Linked DNA regions of Sus scrofa: region 1 is linked to region 2. A link is a contact called in public HiChIP or PLAC-seq data. All regions are on one chromosome and are shown on one strand. Each heading gives the region's core, a stretch centred on a gene start, on an enhancer-like site or on the middle of the called end of the contact. The rest is flanking DNA. Distances are from core to core; before and after follow the strand shown.

Region 1 (3,585 bases), core at 377-2,876, 190 kb after region 2:
AAAGGTCTGTGCTCTCTTTGGATTTTCCAGCCTCACCTGGGATTCCCCATCTTATATCTTCGCATCAATTCTTGATATCTCAAAGCTTTTTTTTTTTTTTGTCTTTTTAGCTACACCCACAACATATGGAAGTTCCCAGGCTAGGGGTCAGATCAGAACTGCCACTACTGGCCTATGCTTCAGCCACAGCAATGCCAGGTCCGAGCCGTGTCTGTGACCTACACCATAGCTCGGGGCAAAGCCAGATCTTTAAACCCACTGAGTGAGGCCAGGGATCGAACCCACATCCTCATGGATACTAGTTGGATTCGTTACTGCTGAGCCACAGTGGGGCCACAGTGGGGATACCTCAAAATCTTAATCTGTATTTGGTCCCTGCCATGATGCCTCCAGGTTGTTGATGGTTGCTCTTCATTTATTTTTGGTATCCTTCTGCTGAGACTATGATCTGTGTAATCTAGATTTGAGATTCAAAAGTTAACAGACAGCCACCTTAGGTAATTTGAATGAACACACTGGTCGTATAATACTAACTAAAGTTACTTAGTTACTAAGTATAAATATTTTACTAATATAGTTAAATAATGCCATCAGGTTATAGTCTGCTCAAAGGAAAACTGCAAAATGACATAATTTCTCACTTTTGTAAAAGGGTTCCCTCTAAAAAATGAGGTGAAGAAAATTAACAATAGTCACCACAGCCAACATTTATTGAGTACTAACAATGAGTTAGACACTATATTGTTTTCATGTCTCAGGTTAGGCTCCCCACAGAAAGACTCCTAGATAAGGAATCCATGTGAATGGTTGACTGAGTTGTGTTCCCAGGACACACCAGGAAGGGAGTGGAGAAAGTAGGACAGGAAAGGGAAGAAGTCAAGCAAGTGTGCATTTTCAGATGTGCGATTTGCCCCTGGAGGAGCAAAATGATGGCTAGTTGAGAATTACCAGGATAAGTCACCAAGACAGTGTGTGGTACTGGTGGCAAAATGGACAAATAGATCGGTGGTACAGAATAGAGGGTCCAGAAATAGACCTGTACCTATATGGTCAATGGATTTGCAGCAAAGGGAGAAAGGTGAGTCCATGGAGAATGATAGTCTGTTTAACAAATGATGCAGGAACAACTGGCTGTTAATATGCAAAAAAAAAAAAAAAAAAAATTTGAAAAATGAACTTCAGCCCATGCCTCACATTATATACAAAAATGAATTCACTAAGAATAGATTATGGAAATAGTTCTGGGATGTAAAAACCTAATAAAAATGTTAAGTATAATTTTTTTTTTAAAAAAGAATAGATTACAGGCCTAAAGCCAAAACTTAAAACTATGAGACTTCTAAAAGAGAACATAAGAGAAACTCTTTGGAATCATGGATTAGGCAGAGATTTCTTCGATGTCACAAATAGTCCAATCCATAGGGGATTTCCTGCTGTGGTGCAGTAGGTTAAGAATCAGACTGCAGTGGCTCAGGTCGCTGCAGAAGTGCAGGTTCGATTCCTGGCTGGGGGCAGTGGGTTAACGGATCTGGTGTTGCCACAGTTGCAGCATCGGTTGCAGCTGTGGCTCAGATTTAATCCTTGGCCTGGAACTTCCACGTGCTGCCAGTGTGGCCATGAAAAAAAAAAAAAGAAGAAGCACAAATCATAGAAGAAAATATTGTTGTATTGGACTTTATCAAAGTCAGGAATGTCTGACCTTTGAAAACTCGGTTAAAGGACAAATTGAGCCACAAACGGAGAGACAATATTTGCAGATCACATATCTGATAAAGGATTTGTATCCAGAAGATATACAAAAACAGAGTTCAATTATAAGAAAACAAACACCCCAGTAAAAATGAGCACAAGATTTGAATATTTGTGCTAAAATGTTCAACATCATTAGTCTTTAAGTAAATGCAAATAAAACCCACAAGGCGCTTTCACTTCCCATTTACTAGAATGGACGTAATAAAGAAAAGACTGTTGCAAGTGCTGGTGAGGGTGTGGAAATCGGGAGTCCTCTTCCCTTGATGATGGGAATGTAAAGTGGAACACCCACTTTGAAGACTAGTTTGTGCTTTCTTGAAAAGTTAAACATATATTTACTATATTACCCAGCAATTTCACACTGAGGTGTCAACTCAAAAACCCAACCAAAAAAACAAAAAAAACAAAAAAAAGAAACAAAACATATGTCCACACAAAAATTTGCACGCAAATGTTCCTACCATCATTATTCATAATTGCAAAAAGAGTAGAAACAATCTAAACGTCCACCAACTGGTGAGTGGATACATAAAACATATGACAACCATACGCCGGGATACTATTTAGGACATAAAAGTAAGAAATTATGATTTATGCTATGACATAGATAAACCTCAAAAATATTATGCTAATTTAAAAAGTCAGATGACATGGTCACTCTTATATGATTCCATCTATACAAAATGTCGAAAAAAGGCAGATGGATAGAGAAAGAAAGTAGGTTAGAGTTGACTATGACTCAGCATAGGAATAGGAGTTAACTGCAAACAGGCAAGGAGTTATTATTATTATATTTATTTTTGCAGGGAGCTAGGGAGAATGATAGAAATACTCTAAAACGATTGTGGTAATGGTTGCATAACTCTGAAGATTTTCTAAAAATCATTAAATTGCACACTTAAACCTCGTAAACTTTATGGTACAAAAACCACACCTCGGTGAAGCTGTTTTTTATAAAGATCATAAGCACAATTTTTTTCACTAAAAACCATACCATAAATATTTGTGAATGTCATTAAAGACCACTGGAAAACATCCTTCTGATAACTACTTACTATTTCTTTATATACACATGCCCAAGATTTATTGAAGAGTTTCCTGTAGATTGTTTATATATTTTTAAATAATGTTTTATTAATCTTTCTGTGCAAAATAACTGTGTGACCTCAGACATGTTAACCTCTCTGAGCTTTAATTTTCTGATAGGAAAATGGGCATAATTAACAGTTCCTACTTAGGGCAATCTGGCTATTTTGAGCATTACATAAACTCAAGTGTGAAACACTTAGCCTGGTAATGACAATATCTGTCTAGATGTTAGCCATTGTTATTGTCATCAACAAACCCTATAAAACTTTAAATTTATGATTATTCCTCAGAATAGAATCACAGAAGTGAAATCTGAGGACTCATAAAAAAAAAAAACAGCAACAATAGGAGTTCCCATTGTGGCTCAGTGGGAATGAACTAGACTAGTATCCATGAGGGCATGGGATCAATCCCTGGCCTCACTCAGTGGGTTAAGGATCCGGTGTTGCCATGAGCTATGATGTAGGTCACAAACACGGCTATGGTCCTACATTGCTCTGACTGTGGCGTAGGCTGGCAGGTACAGCTCCAGTTCGACCCCTAGCCTGGGAACTTCCTTATGCATCAGGTGTAGCCCTAAAAAGACAAAAAAATCAAAACAAAACAAAACACTGCTCTCTAAATCAGAAATAGGCAAAACACGTTCTTGGCTCTTCCCTGCCCCTCTGTCTGATATTAGGAACCCAGAGCAGTTCGTGGATTCTTATCCTGATGCCCTGAAGAATTCTATGGCTCCAAGCTCCT
Region 2 (3,374 bases), core at 81-2,580:
GCTGTTCTTTGGAACCAACTAAGGCGCCCTACCAACATTTGTAAATTTTTTAACATTCCTCCTACTGGGAGATGGTGTCTGGTGTCCTCTCCTTGAAGACTTAGTGATGGCTCTGACCAGTACCATGGGGCAGAAAATGGCAGCATCTCCTTCCTGTCTCTTGAGACCCTTGGTCAAGGAAGGGCGCCACCATATGACAAGTGCAACTGCCCTGAGATCGCCGTGGTGTGAGGAGCCCAAGCCACAAGAAGATACCCTAGAAGAGACATCGTGGGGAGAAAGACAAAGGTCGAGGAGCACCACGGTCCCAGACACGTGACCGCGGAAGCCGTCTTGGCAGTGGATACCCCACTCCCCAGAGGGGACATGGCATGGATCAAAGATGGACCACCCAGCTGAGCTCTTCGTGGATTCCCAACCAACAAAAGCATAAGCCAGAGAAAACCATGGCTTTCCATCATAAAACTGGAGTTGATGACTGAAACAAGAGCACGTGTGTTTAGTTTGCTCTCTCCTGCCCTCCATTCTTTCCCCTGGCTTTGCTTTCTTAAATTATTTTACCTTTTTGGCCTCTGTAGAAGTTTGGGTTCACACTCCTTATTTAAACCATGGTCTGGAGTCCCTTGAGTTATGTGAACTTTTGGAAATTAGACTATATATATAAAGTAGGTTCTGAGGATAAAAGGGCTGCAGAGAGCAATGGACATTTCTACTTGAAATGCTTTCTCTTCCATGGGTGGCCTTGTTCAAGGTAAAAAGAGCACAAGATCAAGGATTGGTCAGCTCCTTCTGAGCGGTGTCTTCCTTATCTGTGAAAGCGGGTCCTATTCATCTTTGACATCCGACGAGCCTAGGAGTGAGATAGCTCCACTTTTGTACTATTTATTTTGAGTGTGTATTTTTGTCTCTTGGAACATATTAGAAAGTATATTTATTCCACAGCAGTCCAGCCTGTGGGGCAAAAGACATGTCTCATTCTTTGTTGAAGCCCGTGCCTTTCTCATCTCAGACCTCCAGCTCCCTGTAAAGAGCTATTGAATAAATGAATGAACAAGTGAATGTGTGTTACTCACCGAAGCTACAAAGACAAATGAGACTTAGTCCCTCCCCTTGAGGAGCTCACAGTCTATTGAACACAGCCAGCAAATTAAATACTGGTTTTGCCTCCTGGGTAGCAGATTCTTTTATTGAGAAACATCATTTTGTCTGTGTTGAGCGCATACCCGGATGGAAGGGCCAGCTTCATGGAAACACGCTTCAGAGGAGCCCATAATGGGGGGGAGGGTGTTGCTGCCAACCACCCAGCAGAGGCAGCCTCCCACTCCCTGTGCTGAGGCCTTAACCTTGGAGGAGGAGGAAGGGCAGTACAGCCCATCAGAGCTGTGGGAGACAAGGCACTATTACTGGGAAGTCCCCTCTGGGACCCATCAGAAAAGCAGGAACAGAATCGCTGGCGCATCACCAGGCTCTGCTTGCACAGACCACAAAACTGCGGCCAGAGCTGAAAGACTCAGGGCACACCCCTGCGCTTTGTGTTGCCTTTTAAGAGAGGGGAGGAAGCCCCTGGTTTTCATCAGCCTGGCCCATATGGGCTTTTGAGGAATTATCTTTATTTTCCCACCCCAAGCGGGTTTGGCAGAATGTCAGCTTGGGCATTTTGTCCCCTTTCTTTCTTTATAATTGAGGGCTTTGCGAAGTGGGACAGAGGGGAGGCGAAGACTTTTGTTTAAAGATGAGTGGCTTCCGATTCTTTATGCTGCTGAGATGGAGTATCAGTGTCAATATATGAATACGATCAGCATTGTACAGAGACTTGATGACCATGCTTTGGGGTTCTTGAAAGATTGTGTGTGTGTGTGTGTGTGTTAAATAGCAGGAAGTTACTAGCAAGGGATGCTGGGGTCTTGTCAGTTTCCAAGCAGCTGCTACAGGTGGAAATGACTTTCTGTTTGTCAGAACCTGGTAAAATACCTAACCAGCAGTGAATGTTCTGTGTTCAGTAGACTCTGAGCTGCTTCAAGTAGAAATCTTCTTTAAAGAAGAAAAAAAAAAAAAAAAAAAAAGGCTAAAAGTAACAGCAGTGCAACCCAACTTCTCTCCCACTCCTCACAGTTTAGAACTGTGTCTTAACGCTGTGAGGAGAAAAATGTCATCTCTATCCAGGGTCATTTACTTTTTTAAAGAGTAGCTTTTTCATCATGCCATCATCGGAATGCAAAGCAAAACGCAAACGGTGTGGGTAATTAGGTACAATTATGAAAATACAGATTTTTAAAAACTCAAGAGCTGCTACAGAAACTGATTCTAGCTAAGCCGTGTTTAGTTTGTGATAACCACTGACCACGCGCCTCCTCCAATTCTGGCTGAAGAGAGCTGCTTTCAAAGGGGGGAAGCTGTATATATTATTTCTGAAAGCAGAAGCTGCTTGCTCATTTTCATTTCTGTTCTTTTCATTTTCATCACCTTCCTTTGATCTGTAAACTAGGGAGTGCATGACTCGTAACTGTTAACCTGTGTTTCCTGTGTGATCCGTGACCGCTGGTGATTTCACTACATTGAAATCTAAACTCTCATGGCCCCACATTCCTGTCGTTAGATGGGCAGTGTGCTATTAAGTGGATACTAAGTTTTATTGCTTAATCTTCTGGAGGTGACCAGAAGGTGAAATAAGGTTAAAGACAGCATGTCAAGATAGCATGCATGGCCTCCCTGTTTCTAAAGGGTCTGAAATCAGTCAATACCTTGGGATTCAAGGCATGGAAGAGACACTGGTGTGTAAAAGCAGAACTGGCATGTGACATGGATTACAGGTCCCAAGCTGGCAATTACTAGGGACCAGCATGGTGGCATAGTCTTGTCCCCAAGAGAGCTGAACTCTGAGGTGAGGATGACATGGATAAAATTCCTGAAGCATAAGATTCTTATTGCCACCATTCATGAAGTCTGTTCTCTAGTCATAAAAATCAAAGACCCAAAAAGAATTTTGAAAGATTGAATTGCCCATGCTCCTGCCTCCAGGTAAAACGATGCATAAGCTCTTCTGAAAAGATAACTCCGTGTCTGTTTTTAAGCCTTCGAGAAAATGATAGTAGCCAGGTTTCTTTGGTGTATCTTATCCTCGTGCTTAATTGCTTTCCCCAGGAGGAAAATCCTGGGCTGGCTCTGAAGTGGGACAGAGCTGGATCCCCTGAAGTTACTCTCTGGTTGTGTGATTATCTGCAGATCACCAATCTTGCCCAACCTTAACTAATTCGCAGTATGCGAATAAACAGCAGTCTCCTTACATCAGGAGGTGTTGTGAGGGAGTAGAGAGCCACATGCTATGCCTGGGCCAAGAGGACAGGTCCCTCCTCTCTTCTGCTTTTACTTCCCCC

What was found. HiChIP or PLAC-seq counts read pairs in DNA pulled down with a chosen protein or histone mark.
Region 1: an H3K27ac HiChIP or PLAC-seq map of alveolar macrophages shows a contact between it and region 2. The contact joins two enhancer-like sites. A contact is called at or near these places in 1 of 47 Hi-C or Micro-C datasets (embryonic fibroblasts) and 1 of 2 datasets of contacts at active chromatin or transcription factors (alveolar macrophages).

The regions. Positions count from the first base shown.
Region 1 is chr4:20,608,010-20,611,594 of Sscrofa11.1, forward strand. No RefSeq gene overlaps it. Among named protein-coding and RNA genes, the nearest start is that of EXT1, 35 kb to the right of the region's middle. Within about 2 kb of position 1,627, at least 3 of the 83 cell types and tissues checked have an H3K27ac peak or open chromatin away from gene starts, as enhancers often do. A contact at or near this core is called in alveolar macrophages, where this site is marked.
Region 2 is chr4:20,415,966-20,419,339 of Sscrofa11.1, forward strand. All of the region lies in intron 4 of SAMD12 (sterile alpha motif domain-containing protein 12), which reads left to right. Among named protein-coding and RNA genes, the nearest start is that of EXT1, 230 kb to the right of the region's middle. Within about 2 kb of position 1,331, at least 11 of the 83 cell types and tissues checked have an H3K27ac peak or open chromatin away from gene starts, as enhancers often do. A contact at or near this core is called in alveolar macrophages, where this site is marked.